6 separate regions of the Mus musculus genome follow, and regions 1, 2, 3, 5 and 6 are each linked to region 4. Evidence: chromatin contacts called from public HiChIP or PLAC-seq data. All regions are on one chromosome and are shown on one strand. Each heading gives the region's core, a stretch centred on a gene start, on an enhancer-like site or on the middle of the called end of the contact. The rest is flanking DNA. Distances are from core to core; before and after follow the strand shown. Region 1 holds the start of Krt86 (keratin 86). Region 2 has its middle 8.2 kb from the start of Gm52200. Region 3 has its middle 16 kb from the start of A330009N23Rik. Region 4 holds the start of Spryd3 (SPRY domain containing 3). Region 5 holds the start of AU021063 (expressed sequence AU021063). Region 6 overlaps Acvr1b (activin A receptor, type 1B).

Region 1 (4,410 bases), core at 1,664-4,163, 660 kb before region 4:
AAAGATTACCAAGAGCATCCCCCAACAGTCTCATGGGATATCTGGATACCACCAGCCAGGAGGCTTGGGGATTAGAAGAAATATAAAACAAAACAAAACAAAAAAACCAAAATGAAACAAAACAACAACAAGACATTGCTTAATTTATGACCAAGGCTTTCTTTTTTCAAAATAATACTTTATTTTTCTGAGATAATGTAGTTATATCGTTTCCCTTTCCTTTCTTCTCTCCAAACTCTCCCATGCACACCTTGTCACCTTCAAATTCATGTCTCTTTTTCTTTAATTTTTGTTACACATAGATGTGTATATATACATACATATACATTCTTAAATACATAAATAAGATCTGTTCATATCATATGTTACTTGTATGCATGTTGTCAGGGCTGACCATTTGACATTGGGCCATCCATTGCTGGTCCTTCCAATCTCTCTCTGGTTTCCTAAGTTGCCTTTAATTTGTTTGTCAAGGGTTGAGGCCTTGTGGGATTTCCTCTGTATCCATTCACATGTCTACTGTGCCATCTTTCAGCTCCTGTTTAGCCATCTGTGTTGGCGAGACTTCATGCAGCGTCTGACATTTCTAGGAGGCACAGTCTCTCAACAAATTTCCTAGTCTTCTGACTCTTTCAAATCTTTCTCCCCCCCCCCCACCTCCCACAAGATCCTTGAGCCTTACGGACAGAGGTTGTTGCAGTGAGTCAGTTGGAACTGGGGATCCATAACTCTGCATTTTGGTTGGTTGTGTGGGCAAAGGATTTCTGATTCTCTTCTAAGACCAAGTGAAAAACACAAATCTGAACGATTTTCCAATGGATGACGTTTGGATCTTCTGAGCTTTCCTTTCTGTTAGAGTCGCTGCTTAAGGATTGGTCAAGATGAAGGTTTGTGAGGACATCTTTCCTTAGGCTGTTGGACTGGACTGGGGAGGAGATGGACATGAGGGTCTTTCCTAGAGTAAAGGCCATGGTCCTTTCTTCTCCTGGGACAGGCCCATTCAGTAGAATAATGGTGTTCCCAATAATAATTGGATACTTTCTATGGGCCAGATGCTGTGTTAAGTATGACCTGTGTATTATTTTATGAACTCCTACTACTCTTTCAAGATATGCCCATTACTGGTAATTGAACATAAGGGTTTGGGGATGTGAGTGAGTGCACCCCACCAAAGCTGTCAACATATCCCCAACAGCAACTGCACAACAACAAACCCACGTCTGTTTGTGCCCTTGGAGTGGATCAGGCTCAGGCCCAAGTACTTAGTGAAGATTAATTCTTTAATCCTCACAACAACATTATGAGATGGGTATTATCCTCATCTTACAAGTCATAATGGAGGCTCAGAGACGCTAAGTAGCTGCCTGGAGTTATCTGGTAAGGTAGCGTGGTGGAGCCTGGATTTAAAACTAGGTACTTTGGAATCTGACTCTGTGTCCTCAACTGGTATAACGTGTATTTCCACTTTTCAAAAATTGCAGCTCCAGAAGGAATAATTGTATGTAATGACACAATAAACACCAGGCATACATGGCTGACCCAGAGGGTCAGGGCACAGTCGTGACATAAGCAAAACAATGATGTGTTCTGTTCTGCTCTGGCTGGCTTTGTTCTAGACTGTTCTGTGACTGAAAATGATGGTTCTCCCCATTGGAGGGAAACAACATGAACTCTTGAGAAAACACTGCTCAGAGCGGCTGAAAAGGATTGGGGCACAGCCTATCGCACCGTGCTCTGGAGTTTACAGAGCCTGTACGTACCCCTTCAGACTTCCAAGACAGGCAGGGGAGGTGAAGCCTCTGCCAGACTTCAGCATAGTGAAGCACCTGCTTCAGGGTCAGAGGTAGTCAGGGCTGCGCCTCTGGCCTACCCAGCTCTTGTTTGTTCAAGGCCCATGCTGGATGGGTAACGCTAGATGCTACAGTTATGTCTTAATGACCATCAAAGCCACTGGCAAGCTGATGTTACAAAGTGGGAGGGTCATTGGGGAAGGTTAGGGGGTTCATGGTATGAGAAGGAGAGGTGTTCATAGTGCAGCAAGTATCAGAGGCTCGACTGACAGTTGGAGACTTCATGATCTTTTCATGTCACCTACTGGATTTTACATACTGAGTCAAATACTGTGTAGATACCCACAGCAAGGTCACCCCACGGATGACATAAGAACCTGAGGTGAAATGAAGACCTTAGATACTCAGCAATGTTGGGATTTTCTGGGGCCAGTGAGCCAGAGAGCACTTAGGCCTCAGGGAAGATGGAAGGAAGACATTCCCTTGGTCCTAGATAGCCAAGATGGACTAGGTATTGTTTGTGTCCACAGATGTGTGTGTGTCAAACAGAGACATGTAGCCTATTAGTTCGTGGAAATTGTGTGTAAGAAAGGGAAGGATAAGGATCAGTGGGCTTGAGAGATGGAGGAGGTAGAAGGTGACTAACTTAACTGTTATCCAGATATGGAGCTTTAAGGGGCACGGAGAAGAACTATGCAAGTGGGGCATCTCACCTAACACACCACCAGTTCCATGCCACCCGCATCCCTAGCTGGGCTGTGTCAGGACCTCGGACAGCGGTGCCGCCATTTTTTTTCAGTCCCTGATTGGAACAACAGCTCCGCCCCTTTTCATTTTCCTTGTAGCATGAGTCACCTACACTGTCTCTCCAGCTTCGTTTCTGTGTGTTGGGCACAGGAGCAGGGCATGGAGGGGGTGAGCTGGCCCTTTGAAGGAGGAAATTGAACAGTTTAGGGCAAAGGACCACAAACACCAGCAAATGGTCACCAATTTAGCACATTTAAGGAGGAGCCACAGCAACTAAACAAGCCAAGCTCATAAAGCCATCTAATTGCTTCAGACCACGTGGTCACAGTCAGGGTCCCCACATATATAAAAGGCCAACAAACCTAAAGAGGTAAACACTGAATTCACGTCCACTTTACCCTCCACCTGGACGTCTCCAGTTTCAGAGTTGCCCTTCTCCCTAAATAACCATGACTTGCGGATCCTACTGTGGTGGCCGTGCCTTCAGCTGCGCCTCAGCCTGTGGGCCCAGGCCCGGCCGCTGCTGCATCTCTGCAGCTCCCTACAGGGGCATCTCCTGCTACCGAGGACTCTCAGGGGGCTTCGGCAGCCAGAGTGTCTGTGGGGCCTTCCGCTCTGGCTCCTGTGGACGCAGCTTCGGGTACCGCTCTGGAGGCATCTGCGGGCCCAGCCCACCCTGCATCACCACAGTCTCTGTCAATGAGAGCCTGCTCACACCCCTGAACCTGGAGATCGACCCCAATGCTCAGTGTGTGAAGCATGAGGAGAAGGAGCAGATCAAGTGTCTCAACAGCAAGTTCGCGGCCTTCATCGACAAGGTCGGTGTCCTGGACCAGCCCCTTCCCGGAGCACAGCATGTCACAGCCAAGGCCAGGCACTGAGGGAACAGGAGGCAGAAAGCCCACTCATATTGAGCCTCTAGTCTCAAGAGAGAGGATGCACAGGGCTCACCTGTGAGTCCTGAGAGGCAGAGCTTATGGCCAAGAGAAGTGGCCAGGCTGTCCTGGGTACAAACTGACTACAGGGAGTCCCAGGGGCTGCAGCATGGAGCTGGGGCAACCCAAGGAGGGAGGCTGCACTTGGGCTGACAGGAAGGGTGCAGACTACTGGAGGGATGGACAGAGGCCTTCCTAGTGAGTGCATCTAAATGGCCTGTGACACCATCTCCCTGGCTCCTTGTCAGTCCCTGGGATGTGACTATGGGTGCTCTGCTTGTGGGGACTCCTGACTTGTTGGCTTCAGAGATCGCTGAGCCCAGCATAGGACAATGAAGTGTCCACCTGGACTCCTGAGTGTAGGCACTGACCATGTCCCTTGTGCCCTCTCCCAGTGGGAAAGTCAGGCAGGACCAAGATAAGGGCTCCTTCCCAGAGTCCCTCTACTTCCTCTCCACCATCAGCCCAGATCTGCCCTGAACCCCTTCTGTCTCCCATGGCAGGTGCGCTTCCTGGAGCAGCAGAACAAGCTGCTGGAGACCAAGTGGCAGTTCTACCAGAACCGCAAGTGCTGTGAGAGCAACATGGAGCCTCTGTTCGAGGGCTACATCGAGGCGCTGAGGCGGGAGGCTGAGTGTGTGGAGGCCGACAGCGGGAGGCTGGCAGCCGAGCTCAACCATGCGCAGGAGTCCATGGAGGGCTACAAGAAGAGGTGAGAATGGCCTGCTGTGGTGCTGGTATAAAATGTGCCGTATATTAAAGCCCAGGTTGTGGAAGTGTAGCCAGGCTGACATCATTGTAGGATCCTGCTGTCTGTGAAATATCTGCACAGATGTTCCTTGGAGAGGATGGGGGAGCGTCAATTTCTGCCTCAGTGTTCCCTCTGCAGAGTGCGACTAACAGCTCTGCCTTCTCTGGGGAGGATAGACACAGCCCCC
Region 2 (4,589 bases), core at 1,688-4,187, 810 kb before region 4:
TATCTGTCATCTACCTATCTGTCATCTATCTATCTGTCATCTATCTATCTATCTATCTATCTATCTATCTATCTACCTATCTGTCATCTATCTATCTATCTATCTATCTATCTATCTATCTACCTATCTACCTATCTGTCATCTATCTATCTATCTATCTATCTATCTATCTATCTATCTATCTCTCAAAGTCAACCAGTCAGACAAATCAAGCTCAAGCCTGGGAAGATGATGTGGTAGGTAGAGCATTTGCCATGCAAGTCTGATGACCTGCGTTTTGTTCCTGTAACCCACATAAAGGTAGGAGTAGAGGCCTCAGTCCACAAAGTTGTCTTCTGACCCCCACACTCACACCAAGGCATGTGTATACCCCACCCCAACACACTGGATGACAAATAGGACTTTTAGGTCAGCTGTTCACAATTGTATATCACCCCCATTTCCCAAATAAAGCTTTTCTTACCCTTTAATATTTAATAAATAAAATTTAAAAAGTCTTTAAAAAACAGTGCAAATGTCAACCAATTTTCCTCCCACAAGTACAGATATCAGTACCACCCTTGGACATTAGATAAATGCAGGGGTCATGGTCCCTAGGGCATGTCCATTAAATTCACCAGCCTGATGGTCAGAGAGATGGTGGAGCCTGACAGGTGGATGCAGACAATATATCTGTGACCAAGAAGGAACTCATCACAGCTGTCCAACATCTGGAAGATTCACCCAGGCCAGAGACTTAGCATAGGAACATCAACTGCAGCAGTCAGGAGAGAGCTCAGGAGGGTTTTCACGGGGGCGGGGGGGGGGGCGCAAAGTGGGCACGCGCATTGTTTGTAACCGTCCCTGTGGTGGTTTAAATGAGAATGGCCTCCACAGGCTCATAGATTTGGCTACTTGGTCCACAGTTGGTGCAACTATTTGGGAAGGATTAGGAGGTGTGTTCAGGGGCCAAGGTGAGCTTGGAAGTTTCAAAAGCATTCAAAAGTCATCAAAGATGGTTCATGCTGTGATCTATCTATCTATCTATCTATCTATCATCTATCTATCATCGCATCTGATTCATGCTTGTGGATCAAGATGTAAGCTCTCAGCGGCTATGCAAATACATTTCTGCTTGCCTGCTGCCATGTTCCCTACCACAAGGGCCATGTGCTCTAACCCTCAGGGACTGTGAGCCCAAATGAACACTTGATAAGCTGACCTGGTCATGGTGTCTTAGCCCCAGCAATAGGAATGTTACTAGAACAGTCCCCAGGACTGTTAAATCTCAGGACATCTGCAGAATGAAGGTGCCCAATTACATGATATTGTCAATAGGTGCTTGCCAGGTGAGCAAGTGTGGAAGTGTTCAACTTTTGAAGGCGTGGTGCGGTGGGGCCTTTGAGACGGTTTCCTGTAGGTAAGTGGGCCGGGAGCTGGCTGAGGGCCAGGATGACCATGAATTCCTGATCTTCCCTTACCCCACTTTGCTGAGCTAAATCCTAGACCTGAACCTCATGGAGATGCCCTCATGGTTCTCTTGGGAGGGCTAAGCCCATAGCCATGCCCCTTCCCCCTGGGAGGGCTAAGTCAATAGTCACCGCCCTTTCCCCCTGGGAGGTTAAAGCCATAGTCATGCCCTTCCTCCTGGGAGGGCTATCCCATAGCCACGCCCCTTCCCTGGGGGTGAGTCTAAGCCCAGAGTTACGCCCCTTCTCCTTGGGGGGCAGTCTAAACCCATAGTCACGCCCCTTCCCCCTGGGAGGGCTAAATCAATAGTCATGCCCTTCCTCCTAGGAGGGCTATCCCATAGCCACGCCCCTTCCCCTTGGGGGGCGGTCTAAACCCATAGTCACGCCCCTTCCCCTTAGGGGCTCTAAGTCCATAGTCACGGCCCCTTCTTGCAGAGATACTTAATTTTCACGAGTGTCTTAATTTTCTGTCCTAAGGATTCACCAACTTGGTGGCTTAAAACACCAGAAATCGATTACCTCACAGGTCTGTAAGTCCATGTTTATATCAAGGGGTCTGCAGGGCTGTGGCCCTGGTGAAGGCTCCAGGGCAGACCCTTCTTCTGCCTCCTTCTGCTGGCTTTTAGCAGCTTGGAGGATTCCGCAGTCCTCGTAGATTTGCTCTGAGCTCACCACGTGCCGGTGTATTCTTCTTGTCAGTTTCTCACAAGGATACCTGTCATTAGATTTAGGGTTCACTTGGGAACTAGAGGGGATCTCACTTGCATACTCCAGATGAAGTCATCCTCCCAGGTAGATTTTTCTGGGGCCATTGCTCAACTTACTTTAGGGTTTTTGATCTAAGCCATGTATGTTTCATAGGTGGGAGAAGATTCTGTGGGTTCCTGACGACCTCACCTGGAGGACTGCTTTGGCCTGTTTGGCAAGTTCGTCGGTTTCTCTTGTGTATGCACACTGGTGCCCCTCTCGAGTGGCTCATAGGGCTACCGGCAGCTCCCCCAGAAAGCTGTTTAGAGAGGAGGGTGGAGTAATGGGGCTATATAGAGAGGTTTGGTTAAGCCCTACTTCTGCCTGCTACAGGGACTCCACGGGTGGGTCCTCCTGTACAAACTCATTGACAGGAAGGGAACCCTTCCGTTGGTTCCCTCACCTTTCAGCCCAGGCCCACGTCACAATCTCACTCATCAGCTTCAGGGCACTACTCTGCCTACTTTTCGAGCTCCAGTCCAACCATCACTGAGTTGAAGGAAGACTCAAGCTGCAGCACCGCTTGCCTCTGTTTCCTAGTTCACTCACCCTTGCCAACTGCCTGGTGGCTTTCTTCACCAGCTCTGGTTCGGTCCCAAGAGCCTAAGGAGGTCTAGTCCTATGTTGTCCACTGGAGGGCGCTCCTGCTCCGTGGAACTTGCTGTTTCCCAGTGGGGGCAGGGCTGCGGCAGCTTTTCTGCGGGAGGTGGACAAGAGAGGCTGTTGAGCCTGCCCAGCAGGTCTGGGTGTGGTGTGAGGAAGCTGCAGGCCTGGGAGAGCTGGGTTATACACACATGGTTTAAAAGGTGTGTGTGTGTGTGTGTGTGTGTGTGTGTGTGTGTGTGTGTACATGAGGAGAAGGGCAGTCAGTGATGGTGTCAGTTGTAAATGTCCTGGTTCCTCTGACTCTCTCAGGCCTAGGGTCCCCACAGTTGTGTTGTAAGGACTCAGGTAAAAGACTGAGTCTGGCCCTGTCCACCCCCACTCCCTTCCACATTTTCACTCAAGGACAGCTTTGGAGTCTTATGTCACTCTTCTTATAAGTGAGATTCAAGCAACCATACATACTCCTGCCACAGGACCATCATGGGATGTGCTGGACATGCAGGGGTGTGGGGTGGGGATCTAGTTCGGAGTCAGGGTGGCAGGGGATGTCAGGTGGAGAGAGCTGGGCTGGAGAACCTATTGCTCAGAGGTGCAGGTGTGAAAATAGTGTGCAGGTGTGAAGTGTGTACCCAGGGGTGAAGAATGCCCAGGTATGAAGTATGTGCAGGTGTGAAGAGTGCACAGGTGTGAAGTGCTGCAGGTGTGAAGAGTGCCCAAGTGTGAAGAGTGCGCAGGTATGAAGTGTGTATCCAGGTGTGAAGAGTGTGCAGGTGTAAAGAGTGCCCAGGTATAAAGAGTGCCCAGGTGTGAAGAATGCCCAGGTGTGAAGTATGTGTGCAGGTGTGAAGTGTGTGCAGGTGTAAAGAGTGCCCAGGTGTGAAGAATACCAAAGCTGTTGCTGGGAGTCTGGGTGAGAGGGAAGAGGGCCTTTGGAGCTGGAACCTGGAGCCTGCCTTAGGGCTATAGGGAGGCCTAACATGGGCTGGAGGAGTATGGGGCTGGCCTGGAAGGAAAGATGGCTTTCACTGTGCCTGGGCACCATTTTGTACATCATGGGGTCCTGCTGGGTTGGGCTGGGTGTGGCTGGCAGACAGTGGATTCTTGGTTGCTGTGGTGGGTTGAGGGTCACTCCGTGATGAGGACTGCAGGCTGAAGGCGGAAGTGTTTGGAGGGTTGTGCTATTAACCCAGGCTTTTGAAAGACCCACATTGTGACAGGGAGAATCATCCCTCTGATGAACATGGGGTGAGTTGAGGTTGGACGGTGGGGGCAAGAAGGGCAGGGACCTGGGCCATGATGGCTGCTGGAGAGCAGGGCGGGTTTCCTAGGAGGAAGAACCTCTTCACTGAACTGAACTGAACTGAACTGAACTGAACTGAACTGAACTGGAGAATCTATGAGAATCTGCATCTCTACTTGGGACACCCTGGCCTGGGACCTGGCCTTACCTGTCCCCAATCTCCTGTCTCCCCTGGTTCCCACTGCCCACAAGTGGCTGTGACTCCTGGCTAGGATTCTGGTGTGAGCCCTGGTTATATGGAGACCTGGGATTGGGTAAAAGAGCTTCAGCCTCAACCCCACTGAGTGACGTGACATGACAGGGCCTCGTGTGTGTATGTGTGTGTGTGTGTGTGTGTGTGTGTGTGTGTGTGTCCTTGGCTCACCACTCTCTAAGCCAGGGCTCCTCATATGATGGTGACAGGCCCAGAAAAGAGTCACCAGGGATGGCCCTGCCTCCTCAGGGCTGAGGGTGAGAGGAAGCTGAAGGGAGTGGTGTCAGGGATT
Region 3 (4,325 bases), core at 648-3,147, 900 kb before region 4:
TGGCGGCGCCCAAGTGAGTAACCGCCGTCCCACAGCAGCCAATCTCAGTGGCTCAGAAGTCCGGGAGATGCGACAAGGCCCTCTCCGCCTTTGCTGGGCTCTTGCACACCCGGGCCCTCGCACAACCCGGGCCCTTCTTGCACACATGGGCCCTCTTTGCCCACGTCCACCCCACCTCACCCCACCCCACCCCTCCGGCTTGGCCTCCCACCTCAGAGGCATCGCTTTCCCGTGGGGAGAGCCTCCCTCCCACTTCCAAGCTCCAGCCTGGAAGGACAAGACTCTCCCTACTGGGGAGGAAGATGCAGGCGAGGGTTGTGGTCCCCGCCTCTTGGCAGAGCGGAGGAGCGGCGTCGCCCTCTGCTGCCAAACTCGGGCACTGTCGCCTGATCACCTTGTCACCTGGGCTCCTAGGGGGCTTCCGGGCTTCAGCCCTTTCTTGTTTGTTAGTTTTGTTTTGAGAGCGGGTCTTAGCACACTACCAAAGACTATATAGACTTCAATCTTTTTTTCTTTTAAAAATTTTATTATGTTTTATTTATTTGGTTAGTATGTGTGTCTAGGCCACAGGACAGCCTGTGGGAGACAGTTCTCTCCTACCCCCTTGTGGGGTGGCAAGGGCCCTTCCCCACGGGTGGTCATCCCACCAGTCCCTACAGCCTGTTTTCTAAGCATATAAGTAAGGTAAGTGGGGCTCGTTCGTAATACATTTGTGTCCTGCCTTTTTCTTTTATTCTTCAAGAGATGACGTTTGGTTAAGAGCCTAGACTCTGGAGCCAGGCAAAGTCAGGTTCGAGTCCTTGTTCTGTGAAACCTTTATGTCTGCCCCTGTGAACCTGGTGCAGGCAGGCACTGCATAGGCTGAGGTGAAGCTCTGTACGGCGCCACATGTGTGCCATTCCAGCCCATTGTCCTGAGCAGGATGGGTCTCCAGCCACCTGACCCTTGGAGCCACGTGGTGCTTCGCCTCCTGTGCCATCAAGGAAAGAAAGGGGCGGAGGCTGTTGCCTCTTTGACTGGGCTCTCTTCCCAGCCCTGCATGGCCTCATTGTTTTTTCTGGGCACCTGGCATTTCCCTGCACGCGCATGTGTGTGTGTGTGTATACATATACATATATGTGTATATATATGTGTGTGTGTGTGTGTGTGTGTGTGTGTGTGTATGTATATGTGTGTGTGTATATATATTCTAGATTCTTTAAGTAGAATGATGTGTTTTCACAAAAGACTAGCGCTTTTAAAAGACTGGTTCTTGTTATGTATCCCAGACTCACCTGGAATTCAATAGATAGCACAAGGTGACTTCAATTTGTTTTGCTTTTGTTTTTATTTTGTTCTGTTCTGTTCTGAAAAGGTCTCATTATGTAACTCTGGCCGGCCTGGAAATCGATAGGTAGAGCAGGCTAGACTTGAACTTACACAGATCCTCATATCTCTTGAGCACCAGGATTACAGATATGTGTCACCATGCCCAGTGCATTGTATATGTCTAAGTTCATGTGTGTACATGCCTGTGGATATACCTGTGTGTGTGTGTGTGTGTGTGTGTGTGTGTGTGTGTGTATGTGTGTGTGTGTGTGTGTGTGTGTGAATATGTGGAAACCAGAGGTCAATGTTGGGTCTCTTTCTCAATTAGTTGCCCCATGCCCAAGGCTTTTTGAGAGTTTCGTTTGACCTCTGTGATTCCTAACAGAGGACTTGGCACTCCTAGGCCTTGGGTATTTTCTATAACTATGTGTAGATAGAGCTACCTTTCCGTCCTCTAAAAGCCGACAGTACCACTTATGGCCAGTGGAGGGCACTGCCACACAGCTCCTGGTAAGCTTCTAGGTGCTATGGGGGATAATTATAAAGAACATAGGCTCTTCCCACTCTGGGAGTGCTCTCAGTTCTGGAACCAGTAGGGGCTCTCCTCCCTCCCCTAGCGAATCTGTCCTGGCAGCCTGGAGCTGGCATGCCCCGGGCCATATCATCCAGAAGCAAGCACCCGGTGCCTGAGGTCAGAATACCCTGCTTGGTGGCTTGGACACACCCCTTAGCAGCTGATGCCACTAGACAGATCACACCCTGTTCCTGGCTCTGCAACATGACAGCGATCATTTGAGTGCGCTGCTAGCTCCCGGGTTTGCCGCGAGGTCGGAACAGAAGTGTTTTGTAAGTGTAAACGTTAGAGAAATGTAACATACACACACTTTCACTGCTGGGAGGCTAACTGAAGGTGGGTTTGTGGAAGGGATTAAGTTAGCGAGGGAGAAGGAAGATAAAAATAACAAGTGCCTTTCACCAAGTGCTTATTAGGAGCCAAGGCCGAGGAAAGTGATCCGAAAATATTGTCTAATTATAGCCAACACTTACACAGGGCTGACCTTGGGCCAGGAGCTGTTTAAGTGCCTCATGCATACAAACTGCTCAGATCCTCGTGACTCAGGGGAGAAGGTGAGGCATGAAGTAGTTGGTTTGTAGACCGGCTCATGCGAACGGGGCTGGCATTCAAACCACAGCGATTTGTCCCCTGTCATGGTCTCTGAAGTCACGACCACACCTCAAAGAAGATATTCTTGCATTTCCTTATAGTAAAGCCACTGGAAACACACCATGAAGGTGTATTTGAGTCCAGACTACCCACTGGAGAATGGAGAGCAGTGGGAACTGGCACAGGGTTCCCCCACCCCACCCCCCACCCCCGCCCAGGAACAGGGCAGATTCGAGCAAAGGCAGAGCTTGGGGGAGAGGGATTAATGCGTGGGAAGGGAGGATGGCCTATCTTCTGGATCCAGAAGGAGGAAGCAGGCTGACAGGCTGTGTCGCTCTCCTCAGTGATGGATTCCCTTTTTCCCTTCCAAGCCTCGGGGCTCCTCCTCCTCCGCTCTGAGGTGCTACTCTGACTGGAGAAGGTGAGAACAACCCCAACCCTGCCACAAGCTTCCCTCAAACCATCTCCTAGCTTCTAGCCTGTTATACAACCTGCGCTCTGTCCACACTCGGAAATAACCATGGCTCAGCAGAATGGACTTGGGGGCATGATGAATGGTCCTTAGGACGATCAGCTGACGGCCAGCTGCTCCTGAAGTGACCTGAGTGCCTGCCATAGCTCAGGTTCCCCAGCCCTTCCTGGGAAGTGGCCCTGCCTGGTCTACAGGAAAAGTCTTAACGCGGCTCTGTGTTTGGGCATCATGATAATCATGATTTTGATGAGTATGACCACCCATTTCTGTATCTCTTAATATCTGTCAAGCCTGGGGATGCACGCTTGTAATCCCAGTTACTCGTGGAGCTGAGGCAGGGGGATTGGAAATTCAAGACTTGCCTGGGCTACAGGGTGAGTTCTATACTGGTCTCCAGATCTTGTATAAACTCTGTTTCAAAGTGAAAAATAAAAAGACTGTGGCTAACGCTTAGTGGTAGAGTGTTGGCCTACAATGTGAGAGGCCCAGGTTCCATTCCCAAAGCCACAGAAAATAAATGAATAAAGGCTGGGGAACAGGGGAGCCTGCAGGGCCCTCTCCCACCTCCCGCACCCTCTCACTCCCGCGCAGTACTCTGCACCTTCCTCGGCAGTTTATGGGTCCTGGATTTTCCGAGTACAGCTCAAGGCCCAGAGGACAGGGGCCCCAAAGGTAACCCAGGTTCTCTAAGGGGAACCACCACGCTGCCTGCACAGGGAAGGACTTAGTCTCCTCTGGCACCCTCTGCCTGCCTGACTCTCCTCTGTGGGGCCTGTCAGCAGTAACCAGAGCTGGCTCGGTGGCTGAGAGCAGTAGGAACACCCGTTTCTTGGCAACCGGGGACAGCATACAAGATCCAGTTAATCACCTGTGCCAGCAGGTCAGTCCTCCCACAGCCTCCAGAGCGGCCCCTGATGGCCAGAGGCATGAATCGTTTCTACCCCAGCACACCTAAGGTTCTAGCGGGAGCTAGAGGCTCTTTTCCCTTGTTTCCTGTTTCCTCAATAAACAAACAAACAAACAAACAAATAAATAAATAAATAAATAAATAAATAAAATATATAATTGGTGCTTATTTTGTATGATATATAAAATATAATTAATATATAATATACAAAATATATTGTGTGATATATGTGTGTGGATACACACACACACACACACACACACACACACACACATATATATGTATGTATTCCATCTGTGTATGTGTGTATGTGTGCTGAGCCTTGCATACCAATGTGTTTATATGTTTTGTTCTTCAAGACAGGGTTTCTCTGTGTTACCCTGGCTGTCCTGGAACTCTGTTGACCAGGTTGACCTCAAACTCACAAAGATCTGCCTATTTCTGCCTCCTGCGTGCCGGGGATTAAAGGCATG
Region 4 (4,076 bases), core at 217-2,716:
GGTTACAAAGTGAGTTCCAGGACAGCCAAGGCTATACAGAGAAACCCTGTCTCCAAAAACAAAAACAAAACAACAACAACAAAAAAAAAACCAGAGTAGAATAAGGTGGCAAGATATGGAAGCACAGGCCTTTAATGCCAACACTCCAGAGGTAGTGGCAGGTGGTTATCTATGACTAAGAGGCAGCCAGCCTGGTCTCAAAGCAAATTTCAGAAGACAGCAAGGTTTAGACAGAGAAACCCTGTCTAAAAAAACAAAAAGAACAGGGTAAAGCAAGAGTCTATCCACAGTCAGGACTTTTAAATTTTATTTCAAGGGTAATGAAAAACTTCTAGGGAATTGTAAACAAGAAACGGTATGAATTTTTTGTTTGTTTGTTTTTCTGAGACAGGGTTTCTCTGTGTACCTCTGGCTGTCCTGCAACTTACTAGCCTTGAACTCTGGCCTGCCTCTGCCTCCTGGGTGCTAGGATTAAAGTGTGTACCCCCACCCTGCCTGAAGCCCATGCTGTTCAATTCACTGAGCCTTCTCTTCTGCCAGAACCCCAGCCCTTTTTAGTCCGCAGAGGTAAACGGATTTCTGAATTCTTCAACAGCCTGCTCTACATAGTGTGTGCCAGGGTAGACAGGGCTACACAGTGAGGCCCTGTCTCAAACAAAAGAAAAAACAACTTAGCAGATCTTAACTCCAAGTTGTAACAGAATTCAGAGGGCCGCAGCCCCTAAAGCAGCAGCAGTACCGGAGAAAAACATGGGACTCTCTCGGTATTTAGACAACCAGCAAGGCCAGTAAATGAATGAATGAATAAAATCTTCCAGAGATCCAAAAGCGGGAAAACCATGAAGAAATATTTTCTTCCTGCCTCCCAAACACCTGGCACTGTGCCCTACACACAGTAGGTGCTTAGCAATCCTGGGCTAAGCTGAGTTCGATCCCAATGTGCACATTGGGGCTCTTCTGCAGGAGCTACAGACCAGCACATGCCCCACAAGAGCAGACACCTGCGGCGCAGCACTGGGATCCCCCAGGGCCCTGGGCCAGGACTCGAACCCAGGTAGATGCCGGAGCCCCAGATCTGAAGGCATCGGATCTTCGAGAACCTGACAGCCTCAGCACCAAGCAGCTGCCGCCGCACTGGGTCCGGGCACGGCCTCAGGACCGCGGGGTCTCTCAGGTGACACCCGGGACCACCCGGCCTTAACCTGTCAATGAGGCTACGCCCCGTCGTCACAGGCCCTGGCTGCAATGGGGAGGGTGCGCGGCGAGAGGAACGCCCGTGACCGGAGCCCCTGGCCCCGCCCTGAGGCCGCAGCCGTCGCCCAGGACCCCCGCCTCGAGATCTGCAGAGACCGAGGCCTCCGGGACCCCGCCCCCGATCCCCGCCTACCGGGGCCGCCGCGTCCTCCTCATCCATAGGCCTCTCAGCTCCGCGTTGTAGCTCTTCGGCCGCCGCCACCACACACATCCGGGTCCCCGCCCTTCCTCTGCTCCGTCAGGCCCGCCCCCACCGCTAAATCTGACCAATCCGCAGCGCTTCTTGAAGATGGGCGCCCTCAGCAGCCAATCGCAGGGCACAGGCGGTGCGGAGCGCGGCCCGGTGAGCTGGGTACCTAACACTCGGCGGCGTCTGAGGAACCCTGGTGTCGGGAGGGTGGGGGAGGCGACGTGGCTGCCCGGACGCCACCTCGGACGCCTGGAGCTCAGGGAGGCGGTCAAGGGGCGGCTCCCTTGGGGCGGAGTAGGTCCCTGTGCCCGTGCGCGAGCTTCGTGTTCCCAGAGCCAGAAGTGATGCTAAAAACCTCTCTGGAATGTCCTTTTGAGCCACTTAACGGCATGGGGGGGGGGATTTTTTTTTAATGTTATCTCCTATTTTACGCGTGAGAAGCCAGAGGCTGATCTCCACAGCGGCAGCACTCGGCTGGCACCACATGCTTTCTTCTCTCCGGAGCACCCCTTTGCACCACGTTCGTTCATTCCAGGACAGGCGTTCCAGAACAGGAGAGAACATATGCAAAAGGCACAGTGGGATGAAACCCGGGTGCTCTTTGGGCTTGGGCTTGGTAGGAAAAGTTAGCTCGGGTCAGAATGTACCGGAAAGGATACTAATCTTTATCATGCACCTCCTATAAAGGGTATGATTGTCCTTGGAAGGAATTGGGATTCTTGGACGACTTCAACGTTTTGCTCTTAAGACTGAATATTCTTTCCAGAAAGACTCATCCTGTGTCAGAAACATAAACGAACATATTTGTGTCTTTCCACATCTAAATTTATTGAGTATCAAATACATCAGCAAGCGATGTCAGCTTCATTGGCGGCAATTTGCCAATTAGACCTGATTTACATTGATAATGGGCCCTTACCAAACACATGAACTTTTACTTTAATATTAATTACTAACTCTTGGGTCACAGATTACATATCCTGTGTGTACTTATGTAGGTTAACAACATGGCTAGAAAAGGGTTAAAGAAGCCACAGCATAATTCAAGAGTTCAGAGGCCTTACTAGAGACAAGAGCTGATAGAGTGCAAAGTCACTGCAGCCAGAGAACAAACCTAGCTGGGGAGCTGCTGAAGGTTCCAGCCTGGGATGCAGCCATAGCTGCAGGTCACAGGGCTGAACACCTTCAGAGGCAAAATGTGAGACTGGGTATGGATGAATACGTGGGCAACCCGTAATGCGAGTAGGTTCCATCAGCTGTGGACCCCAGTTGGGCTGAAGCCCCAGAAACAGTCAGCATTTCTCTGTTGTCCTTTGAGGCACACACAAGGTAGTTGGTAGGGACCACTGTCCCCAGAGTGTTAGACACCTTCCTCATGGGGTCCAACTGAGGGTGTTTCTTGGTCTGATTATGTTTAATACATTCTTTTTGTTGTTGTTGTTTTCAAGACAGGGTTTCTCTGTGTAGCACTGGCTGTCCTGGAACTCACTCTGTAGACCAGGCTGGTCTTGAACTCAGAAATCCCACCTGCCTCTGCCTCCCAACTGCTGGGATTAAAGGCGTGCACCATCACTTCCCGCCGTTTTTCTTGAACCTGATGACACTTAAGTGATTTTAACACGCCCACTGACTGTATAGTCTCAATCGTTTGTATTTGGATCCATTTATAGAGTGGTACCTTTCACTTTTAAAAAACAAGATTTATTTATTTATTATGTATACAGAAGAGGGCACCAGATCTCATTACAGATGGTTGTGAGCTACTATGTGGTTGCTGGGAATTGAACTCAAGACCTCTGGAAGAGCAGTTAGTGCTCTTAACCTCTGAGCCATCTCTCCAGCCCTACCTTTCACTTTTTAAATTAACTATTTACTTTAGTGCTTCGCCTGCATATATATGTGTGTGTGTGTGTGTATGTGTCTGTTTTGTATATAGGTAAATAGATAGATAGATCATATATTGATATATATAATCTATGCACCATCTGTGTGAGTTACAGACAGTGAGCTGCCCTATGGATTCATGGGACTTGAATCTGGGTCCTCTAGGAAGAACAGTCAATGTCTTTACCCGCTGAGCCATCTCTCCAGGCCACCTTTTCACTCTTAGTTATCAGTCTAGGATTCATACGTAGTGCTAGTGGTATGTATATGCAGAGTCCCACTCCAAGTAGAGCCAGATACTACTTGTACGAGTCACACAAGGCAAGACAGCCTGAAAGCCACCATTTTACACAATATAGAATAACTTAGAGCAAACACAGCCTAATCACGATTCACTCTTATGCAGTGCCTCGTTTATTTACTGTGCAATGTCAGGTGTGGTGACATGCACCTGTTTTGATAAGTATTTACTTTTTATTTACTGGAGGTAGAATGCATGCCTGACATGGCCTAAGTGGATAAAGATGAGAGAGCAGCTTCAGGAGTTGCTTCTTTCCTTCCACCAGGTGGGTCCCAGGGGTTAAACACAGGTTTGGTAACTCTGAACCATCTCGCCAGACCCAGCACTCATTCATTAAAGCCAACTGTGCATCAATGTGTTTAGACCTCAGACGAGTCCCATGTGATTCTAACTGGATACTTCTCTACAGTGCTGGGCAGGAAGACCAGGGCTGTAACTGAGTTAGTA
Region 5 (4,591 bases), core at 1,030-3,529, 910 kb before region 4:
GCCCCTCACCGTAGCTGCCTGGAAGTCAGTCTTCCACTAGCAGCCTTCAGATGAAGCTGTAGAACTCTCAGCTCTGTCTATACCATGCCTGCCTGGATGCTGCCATGCTCCTACCTTGATAATGGACTGAACCTCTGAACCTGTAAGCCAGCCCCAACTAAAGTTGTCCTTTATAAGACTTGCCTTGGTCATGGTGTCTGTTCACAGCACTAAAACCCTAAGACAGTCTTCATGGTAAGGATGGGAAGATATTCTTAGCCTGGATTTTTGTTTGTTGGAGATTTTTTGTTTGTTGGAGATTTTTTGTTTGTTTTTGTTTGGTTTGTTTTGTTTTTTGAGATCGGGTCTCAATATGTAGCCAAGGCTAGCCTCTACAAACTCATAAAGATCCACCTATCTTGGCTTCCCAAGTGCTGAGATTAAAGGCTTGCACCACCACTCTCATGGATAATTTATAAACACAAACTTTTAGCTAACATTTCTAGGGATTGAAAAGCTGAAGATCAAGAGGCCGACAGCGTCAGTGTTTACAGAGAGCTTGGTCCTGGAAGATGGTGCTTTTCCCGTTCTGGCAGGAAGGGAAACAGGCTCCCGGGAGACTCTTTTATAAGAGTACTTGTCTTAGAGTTTCTATGGCTGTGATGAGACACCATGACCAAAGCATGGTGGGGAGGAAAGGGTTAACTTGTCTTACACTTCCTCAGCGCTGGTCATTTTCGAAGGAAGTCAGGACAGGGACACAAACAGGGCAGGAACCTGGAGTCATGAGCTGATGCAGAGGTCATGGAGGGTGCTGCTTAATGGATTGCTCCTGGCTTGCTCAGCCTGCTCTCTTATAGAACCCAGAATCACCAGCCCAAGGATAGCACCACCCACAAAGGGCTGGACCCTCCCCCATCATTCAATAATTAAGAAAACGCCCTATGGCCAGATCCTATGGGGGCATTGTTTGATTGTTTGCTTGCTTGCTTGTTTTTTGAGACAGGGTTTCTCTGTGTAGCTCTGGTTATCCTGGAACATGCTCTGTAGAGCCGGCCTTAAACTCAGAGATCCACCTGCCTCTGCCTCCTGAGTGCAGGGACTAAAGTCACACACTGCCACCACCACCAGGCTTGGAGGCATTTTCTCAACAGACACTCCCTTTTTTTCAGATAAGTCCAGTCTGTGTCAAGTTGACACAAAACTGCCCAGCACAGTGCTTGTTCCATTCACAAGGACAGAGCCCTCCTGACTGAATGAATCACCAATCCTCCTAAACCCTCCACCACTTAGTATCACAGTGAGGGCTGAGTCTGTGGGACACCGGCTTCCACACTACAGCTGATTGTAAGCAGGGGCGTGATGTGGCCCTGCTTGTCTGTAGGGAGGCACTTTCTGTGGTAGCAGACCATTAGAACTGTGAGGAGAGACACAGCCAGTGGGGCAGGAGACAGGTTCAGGCACGATCAGACAGCCATGCAGAAAGGGGATGCTGACTTCTGTCTGAAGTCAGTGGCAGAGAGAGCCATGGCCAGGGGCGGGGGTGGGGGGTTGTTCTAGCATGAGCATTTTGGGGTTTGGGTAGCCTGATACACAATGCTGCCCACCACCACCACCCAAAAAGCCAGGGATTAGACGCTGAGCAGGTGTTCATTTGCCAACAGGGAAGAGGTCTGTGGAGTTCCTGCCCTAAGAGCTTCCATCTTCTGCATTTCTCCTGCTAAAGTGAGAGGTGAGGAAATATGTATTCCATGTCTCATGAGTGACGTGTTGCTGCTCTGAGGAAAACCAGACTGAGTGTCCCTTCCTTCTGTCACTCCAACCTGGCCATTCGAGAGGCAGATGCTTGGCCTCTGGATGGGACTAGACCAGGAGACACCCATATCCAACACAAACTGTCCTATCTACCTGGCTCCTACCTACAGACCTCCTGGGAGTCAGATCTCTGAACTGTACTGGATCAGACCTGCTAGAACTCTCCCGCAGCAGGGCCCCAGCACCAACACAACACTGTACCGCGAGAACGCTGTTAGGCAATAGGAGTCATTAAGAAAACAAGCATTCCCTGCCCAGCCAGCTGCCCACCGGCTGTTCTATACCTCCTGCAAGCAGTGATGTCATGCAGCTGAGGCCCAGCCCATCATTCCTGGTGTACCAGAGAGCCAGCTGAGCCCCAGGCCCTCTCTTGCTGCTAACTCCCCTCCCCATCCCCTCCCCTCCCCCCTCCCACACAGAAGCAGAGGCGGCATCCATAGAGCTATTTATTCATCCTTGCTAGTTCTGTGCCCTGAAGTAACTGACTCACTGGGACTCTACAGCGTCTGAACTTTCGCAGCTCTAGTGCTCCAACTTTCCGAGGGTTCCCCAGAACTTAAGCAGGTCTGTGGGGTCACAGGGAATTGTGGATTGGTGGGAGACTTGGCAAGGGGTTGTCCTTAAAGAAGTGAGAAGGGGCTTTGTCCGTTAGACAGCCTCTACTAATCCCATGCTACCCAGGTCTCCCCTCCCCCCACCCTTAAACCCCATCTTAGGATGGAGCAGCTGGAGCCAAAGAACTGGGAAACATGAACTCCCTGGGAACAAGACACCTGCTTCGACATAAGTTGCAGACGAAGTATAGATTTCTCAGGAGCAGATCCACAGGGGATTTGCTAAGAGGCATGAGGAGGTAAGGGACATTCTGGAGAGGCAGGAGGCCTGGGTAAGGCTAATTGGAGGAGGGGAACAGATGCTAGGCAAGGGGCGTGGCATAAGAGGAGGTGGGGCAGAGAAGGCTGAGCTCTGGAGCCGTGCTGTGGAGTACTTTTAACCGGCAGCATCTCCCTCCTCACAACTTCCTCAGTGTGAACTCAGTTACCAGCTCACTACAGATCCTCCTGGAGGAACAAATGCTGTATGGGATCCCAAAATATGGCAAGGTTTCCAGGTGGCGCCGAGCACCAGACGGCTTTGAGTCTGGAGATAGTTCCACCACAAGGCTCACGACCAGCAGAGGGTGCCACCATCCCACAGGGAGGCACCCAGGACTCTCCAATCCTCCCTGGAGAAACTGTGGAACCGCAGAGGAATCAGGCAGTCCGCTCCCCAGCTGCCAGCTGCTGAATTAGCAGTCTTTGTCAAGAGTCCTGGGTTCCTAAATCCATTCCGGGGCAGTCTTTCCCTCTCTGACTGCTGTCTCAGGCAGGAGGGCTTGGACCACACACGTCTTTTCCAGAACATGAGGCCTCTTCCAGCTCTGAAATCCTAAGATTTGAGAAAATCATGCCAAGGACTTAGAGAAATTGCCTTTTCTGGGCTCACACTTGCTCTGGGTTTTCTAGCACCTTCTTGCTTAGGTGAGAACTTCAGCTCCCTGTGGTGGCTTCTCACCTGGAGGCAAGAGGCAATCGGACCTGCACAAACTGGGGTTGTGGGGGAAGAGGTGTTTACCTCTAATCAGCACAAAGGACTTCTGTCAACAGGGCTGTTAGATACGCATTCACTAATCCTCCAGAGTAGGCAGGTGGCACCTTCATAGGTGGCACAGGATCTCGTTGGGGGTGTGTGGGGGGAGGGTCCTTTCGTGGATAAGAACTAGAATGAACGCAATACAAACTTTTCTGTCTTCTACCTTCGTAACTCCCCACCCCCTCCCCCACTACAGATGCCGTCTGTCAGGCAACAGACGGTCCAGGGGTCCATCTGTGTTAATGCTCTCAATAAGAGTCCCATGTTTCTCCACTGACTCTCCCTTGGCCCCTCAACCGATGGCCACTTGGTGGTTAAATCAGGGAGAGAAGCATTAAGGGAGACATCTTAGCTAACATAGTCCCTAAGCCACCCTTCCCACTTATACTTCTTGTGTAGTGAGGGCACAGGGGCCTGGGTGAGAGTAGGGGGCTGGAGGAGGGGAGGCAAGACACAAGGAGACAGCCAGACTGATGAACGGGTAGAAGAAAGTCTTTTCTGGCCTCTGAGATATGGCCTTCTGGCCTCTGCTCCCCCATGGTATGGGTCTTACACAGCACATGTACAGCATGCAACCGGCTCCCAGACCAAACACCTCTGTCACACCAGTGCCTAGCCAGCCCCTGGCACAGAGTCGGGCTCAACCTCACGATGAAGCATTGAAGTCAGCATCACAGAGTAAGGCAGAAGTTCCAGAATGGGGCTGCCTTGTTTGGACTGTCAACTTGGTCACTGAGCAACCCTCCTAGCAAGGTGCTTTCTGTCTGGGTTTCAGTTTCCCCCTCTGGGAGGGATGATAATGGTACCTGTTTCATAAGGTTTGTAATGATGTATGTAAAGAGCACGCGTGGTGTCTCATGTCCGAATGTGGAGCCCCAGGCTCCGTCTGTGGTGGCTAGACAACCAACTGCTTCCCTCTTTTGCTTCTTATTTGGGCGCCACTGACGACAGACTTGGGCTGTGGGTCATCCCCGCCTCTCCCACAGCCTGGCAGCCATGGTAACAAAGAGCTTGAGGGATGGTATCTAAGACAGGACTAGAGAAAGGCTCAGCGCCGGTCATGCCCCAACTCCGAGGATCTACTCACCTACTCTGGGCATATTCCAAACCCCAGGTGAGGAACGAGAGCCTTAACTCCAGCATCCAGAGTGGAGAGGTGATTTCA
Region 6 (4,334 bases), core at 745-3,244, 950 kb before region 4:
CAGGTTCCAGGCGAACTTGTAAGTTCTGTCTTACAACAACAAGAGGGAACTTTCGCTGTATATGCAGACCTGCCTCTTAAAAATAGGATGGGGAGCTACATTGGTGTGCATGGCACAGCTGTCTGCTCAGAAGGCAGAAGGATTAGACTAGAGGAAGCTGCAGGAATACTCAGTGAGGTCTTTTGGTGAGAGCATTAAGAATGGATATGACCTGCTGGAGGTAGAATTATGGGGGTTTAACTGGGAAGGTGTCTCCAGTGGTTCTGACAGTTAGGAGTCCTGGGCAGTGTCACAGGGACACTGCAGAACACTATGGGTTCTCTAGGACAACTGGGTTTGTAAGGTTGCTTACCGTTTGTGAGCCCCATACCTTCTCTAAGGCCTTGTTCCACTATGTCTGCCTCAGCTCTGAGCTGTGTGGAGACCACATAACAGAGAATGCAGATCACAGAAGAGTGGACTCTTGCTAATGTTATCAGTTGAGCATCACAGCATCTGAGAAAGCCAGCTTCATGTCTTTGTGTTATCCCTAGTGAACTTACTTAAATGGCTTAGTAGTGAAACTCTTACCTAGCTCGCCTGAGGCCCTGGATTCTGAAAATATCAGCCTGTCAGAAAAGCACACCCATCAGATACAACCCTGAGAGGTGCCCGTAACAAACACCAAAAAGCTGTAGGGAGGTTGGGCGAGGGCCAGGGAAGAAGTGGTGGGCCCTGATGCTGTAGGCTGCTGTTGCTCACACGGTGTATAGTGGGGTTAGAAACTGCAGCGTGGGGGCTGCACAAACCCCCGCATGCACTGTCCTGATAGACTGTCCAGTGTCCCTAAGGAGTAATGAATAAACTAAGGACCATGGTCGCTCTAGCTTTCAGAGCTAGAGAACTGGTTGTGTTCATAACCAATTCTTGGACAGAACAGGCTGCTGTGTAGCGTGCTCCTAACTTTCTGAGGTTTTGGGTATCCCCTGCGATATCTTGTGGCACTGTGAGTCTAAGGCTCTGTAGTGGTTCCTGAGACTTCCCAGCTGAGCGCAGCCTGAGCCTCTGTGTCCTCCTGACACAGGAGACTGTGTGTACAGCACACAGAAGCCAGAGTCAGCTCATCCTGGGACTTGGCTTTTCTCAAAACAACCTTTTTCTGAATCAGATTTGCATTCACATCCTACCACAAACCACCTTCTAGTCAGACAGACTTTGACCCATGCTGTAGTCCTGTCGAGGTGGTTTTGTCTCAAGTTCAGTTCTGACTAATTAGACTCATCAATAACAGAGTCTGTGCTGTGGAGAGAGGGCTCGTGTTCTGACACCCCCCCCCATTTGATTGGCCATTTGATTTATTTTTATATATTTCAAAATGCCGGGGACCGAGCCCAGGGCCTTGCATGTGTGAGACAGGCCTCTCATCTGCTGACTTGTTCACACAGTGAGTTGGTGCCTCTGTGGTAGTCACTGCTCGTGCTTGCTGATAGAGTAGGGAGTGTTTTAGGTGACTGTGTTGTTGTACACACGTGCAGGTGACCCTGTGGCAGTACACATGTGTGCAGGTGACCCTGTGGCAGTACACATGTGTGCAGGTGACCCAGTGGCAGTACACGTGTGTGAGGTGGCCCTGTGGCAGTACACATGTGTGCAGGTGACCCAGTGGCAGTACACGTGTGTGAGGTGGCCCTGTGGCTGTGCACATGTGTGCAGACTTTTGACCTGATGAGTCATGATGAAACATGACAAGAGGCTGTTGTCATTAGCCCGGATTTAGCTTTTCAGAAAGAATTAAATTTAGGATATGAATTTATAGTAAGTTCAGCATATGCTTATAATTTTATTATTGCTTCTTCTGTTTCAGTGAAGAGTATTAGCAGATGAGTGGTGAGTGCACGTGTCTTTAAAGGACACAGCAGACTGACTGAGACAAGTGCTCTGGACCTAGACCAGAGGGAAGAGAGCTTGTAGCTAGCGAGAACGTGATGTCATCTTCTTCACTTCCTTTTTCCGGTTGATCAGGAGGAAAATGAAGTGCAGAGATAGTCAATGACTTCCTGAAGCCACACAGTCCCACAACCATGCAGCGAGCTAGCAATTTCCTCTGAGACTGTGGCTCACCTCTTCCTAGTCATTGTTAAGAAATATTTTCCTTGTTGGGGTTGTTTTCTTTCAATTTTTACATTAAAAGGGAGGTTCATATGTAAAGTATATTACTATATATAATGTTTATATGTTGTGTGAGCCTTATTAACAGTCCTTCACAGCTTCAGCCCAAAAGAGACTGTCACAGTTAGGGTAACTGTGTGCTCCAGGTCATGTGGCTAGTATTGGAACTAGCACTTGAGGTTCAGGTCTCTGTGACCTGTTGCTCTGTGATGCCCACTGTCCCTCCTGCTATGGTAGATTCAGATCCTTCCAGGGTGCGGGTATGGCGATGGTTATCTTCACAGTGTGTCTGCTTGGGCTTGCCGCTCATCTGTAAAAAGCAAAGGTGAACACAGTGAGAGTGGGGTGAGCCTTGCTCAGGGTAGCCACAGCACTTGGCAGGCGCTTGGCTAACTTCCCTCTTGTCTCTGTAAGATAAACGGTGTTTGCTGGTTGGATAGTGGAGACCTAGATAGGCTCAGGGACTTGCCTGCCTGCTTGGCCCGCTCCTTATTGCAGGCCCACATGGCCCACTTCCCAGCTGATCCTGGGCCCTTCAGCATAGATTTCACCACTTCTGTTCTTTCCTGCCTTACACCAGGCCTGCTTAAGTACTTCCCAAAAATAATGAGCCATGTGTGGGCGTGGTCATTCTCCAGAATGAATCACTGTGAGCGAGGCCAGCATCACCGAAGGGGGAACAGCTATCGGGAACCAGAGACTCCCGTCTCCTCTGCCCCACTAATTGATGGACTCTGAGGTGACTGCTTTTGAAAAGGCCGTGTGTCTCACTCGGCTCAGAATAGTCATCTCTTGAAGTTGTTAATTTTCCCTTTCTTGCTTCCCAAAATAGACCCAATGCTGTTGTCTTTGCTGGACGTCACAACACGGTGCTGAGAGGTGCTCCCTGTGGGGAACCCCTAAGGGACACAAAGGGACTTGTCAAAGGCGCCTTCTTGGATTAGCAGGACTCCAAAGGAAGAAAAGGGGGTCTTGCCAAGTTTTCTGAGGCTTGAATAAATTTTAAGTTCTTAAGAGGAGTAAGACAGAGCCTGGCTTAGTAGCCCAGGCCTGTGATCCCAGCACTGTGGAGGCTAGGGGGTGGAGAGTTCAAGGCCAGCTGGTTACTTAGTGAAAACTGTCTCAAATACAGTAACCAATAGGAAAACAAACAAAAACAGACCGAGCGAGAAATTTCACCCACAAGTTTGGGAGGAAGATCTGAGGCTTTTTTAGTCGTGGAGCTAGAAGAGTAGAGTGAGTTCCAGGGGAGCTTCCTGTGGAAATTGCTTTCATGACCGATCTGCTCGCAGTCCCTACTTCACACTCTCTGTCTGTGAGAGATGGTACAGCCCAAGCTGCTCCCGGGCAGCTGTGTGCTTGGGAATTCATCTCAAGAAGATAGAGATCTCCTCACACACTGTAAAGAATACAGCAGGCCCTGCCTGTATGGAAAAGCTTCCGTCTACCTGCCTGCCTCACAGTGCTGCCTCATACCCTGTGTCCTTGTGTCCCTGTGTCCTTGAGTGGGAACAGCAGAGGGGTTGCCTCATTGATAGACACTCTGAGGTAGCTTGGGTTGTCTGGGGTATGCAGAGTGAGCGATGACTTCCAGAGTAGAAGAAGAGATGAGGATAGGCTTTTCTAGCCTGGGCTTCTGTTTGGATTGGGCCCAAGCCTTTCTGTTTTAGCGGCTTAGTGTGCAGGTCTTCCCACGGCGGGTGTGCCATGGAGGCCTTGCCCCTTTCCCTCTGTCTCCTGGTGGGCGAGCAAGCACTTCATTCAGCACTCAGCTTCAGTGCCAGCTTCAGTATTGTAGCCAGAGCTACATTCCTGCCCATCCCGGGAGGTCAGGGCTAGGTTAGGCTTGGGGGAGACAGTAGAGGAGCACCAACTGTCTGCGCTATTCTTGTTAGTCAGATAAATAAAGGATTGCAGCTTTGAGAGGCGCCAGGTTCATCTGCAGTGATTTCCTGTTGGGGGCACACACTTCAGTGTGATCCATACCCAGCAAAGTCATCAACCCCAGTGAGGACTGTGTATTCAGCGTGGATGAAAAGTGCTTGCGTGTGGTTGTGTGCGTGTGTGTGTGTGTGTGTGTGTGTGTGTGTGTGTGTAGCACACAGTGGGTGTGCGTATGCATGCCAGGTGCTGCTCAGGGGCCTTTCAGGCCCTGCTGGCTTAAGTTTATTAAACACTTTTATGTG

What was found. HiChIP or PLAC-seq counts read pairs in DNA pulled down with a chosen protein or histone mark.
Region 1: a contact with region 4 is called in an H3K4me3 HiChIP or PLAC-seq map of bone marrow-derived macrophages, with 4 times the contacts expected there. The contact joins the promoter of Krt86 here to the promoter of Spryd3 in region 4. A contact is called at or near these places in 2 of 115 datasets of contacts at active chromatin or transcription factors (bone marrow-derived macrophages and pro-B cells).
Region 2: an H3K4me3 HiChIP or PLAC-seq map of bone marrow-derived macrophages shows a contact between it and region 4, with 7 times the contacts expected there. The contact joins the enhancer-like site here to the promoter of Spryd3 in region 4. A contact is called at or near these places in 7 of 39 promoter capture datasets (the C10 cell line, cranial neural crest, embryonic stem cells and 4 more) and 7 of 115 datasets of contacts at active chromatin or transcription factors (astrocytes, bone marrow-derived macrophages, embryonic forebrain and 4 more).
Region 3: a contact with region 4 is called in an H3K4me3 HiChIP or PLAC-seq map of bone marrow-derived macrophages, with 4 times the contacts expected there. The contact joins the enhancer-like site here to the promoter of Spryd3 in region 4. A contact is called at or near these places in 10 of 39 promoter capture datasets (3T3-L1-derived adipocytes, the C10 cell line, cranial neural crest and 5 more) and 12 of 115 datasets of contacts at active chromatin or transcription factors (astrocytes, bone marrow-derived macrophages, differentiating embryonic stem cells and 9 more).
Region 5: an H3K4me3 HiChIP or PLAC-seq map of bone marrow-derived macrophages shows a contact between it and region 4, with 5 times the contacts expected there. The contact joins the promoter of AU021063 here to the promoter of Spryd3 in region 4. A contact is called at or near these places in 7 of 39 promoter capture datasets (the C10 cell line, HPC-7-derived erythroid cells, cranial neural crest and 4 more), 5 of 115 datasets of contacts at active chromatin or transcription factors (astrocytes, bone marrow-derived macrophages, embryonic forebrain and 2 more) and 1 of 9 other capture datasets (liver).
Region 6: an H3K4me3 HiChIP or PLAC-seq map of bone marrow-derived macrophages shows a contact between it and region 4, with 7 times the contacts expected there. The contact joins the enhancer-like site here to the promoter of Spryd3 in region 4. A contact is called at or near these places in 4 of 39 promoter capture datasets (the C10 cell line, HPC-7-derived erythroid cells, embryonic stem cells and 1 more) and 2 of 115 datasets of contacts at active chromatin or transcription factors (bone marrow-derived macrophages and pancreatic cancer cells).

Annotation. Positions count from the first base shown.
Region 1 is chr15:101,470,565-101,474,974 of GRCm38.p6, forward strand. Krt86 (keratin 86) reads left to right here and starts at 2,914. Exons shown (of 9, transcript NM_010667.2): 1 at 2,914-3,355; 2 at 3,976-4,184. The coding sequence starts at 2,987.
Region 2 is chr15:101,324,599-101,329,187 of GRCm38.p6, forward strand. No RefSeq gene overlaps it. Among named protein-coding and RNA genes, the nearest start is that of Gm52200, 8.2 kb to the left of the region's middle. Within about 2 kb of position 2,938, at least 62 of the 459 cell types and tissues checked have an H3K27ac peak or open chromatin away from gene starts, as enhancers often do. A contact at or near this core is called in bone marrow-derived macrophages, pancreatic cancer cells and trophoblast stem cells, where this site is marked.
Region 3 is chr15:101,239,069-101,243,393 of GRCm38.p6, forward strand. No RefSeq gene overlaps it. Among named protein-coding and RNA genes, the nearest start is that of A330009N23Rik, 16 kb to the left of the region's middle. Within about 2 kb of position 1,898, at least 195 of the 459 cell types and tissues checked have an H3K27ac peak or open chromatin away from gene starts, as enhancers often do. A contact at or near this core is called in 3T3-L1-derived adipocytes, bone marrow-derived macrophages, differentiating embryonic stem cells and 6 more, where this site is marked.
Region 4 is chr15:102,134,749-102,138,824 of GRCm38.p6, forward strand. It overlaps Spryd3 (SPRY domain containing 3), which reads right to left and starts at 1,467. Exons shown (of 11, transcript NM_001033277.3): 1 at 1,388-1,467. The coding sequence starts at 1,410.
Region 5 is chr15:101,218,968-101,223,558 of GRCm38.p6, forward strand. AU021063 (expressed sequence AU021063) reads left to right here and starts at 2,280. Exons shown (of 3, transcript NR_045996.1): 1 at 2,280-2,358; 2 at 2,511-2,647; 3 at 2,822-3,188. It overlaps A330009N23Rik (RIKEN cDNA A330009N23 gene), which reads right to left. Exons shown (of 3, transcript NR_045328.1): 2 at 4,514-4,591; 3 at 2,224-3,222.
Region 6 is chr15:101,188,982-101,193,315 of GRCm38.p6, forward strand. The region is part of intron 1 of Acvr1b (activin A receptor, type 1B); the gene reads left to right. Among named protein-coding and RNA genes, the nearest start is that of Mir6962, 2.7 kb to the right of the region's middle. Within about 2 kb of position 1,995, at least 80 of the 459 cell types and tissues checked have an H3K27ac peak or open chromatin away from gene starts, as enhancers often do. A contact at or near this core is called in bone marrow-derived macrophages and pancreatic cancer cells, where this site is marked.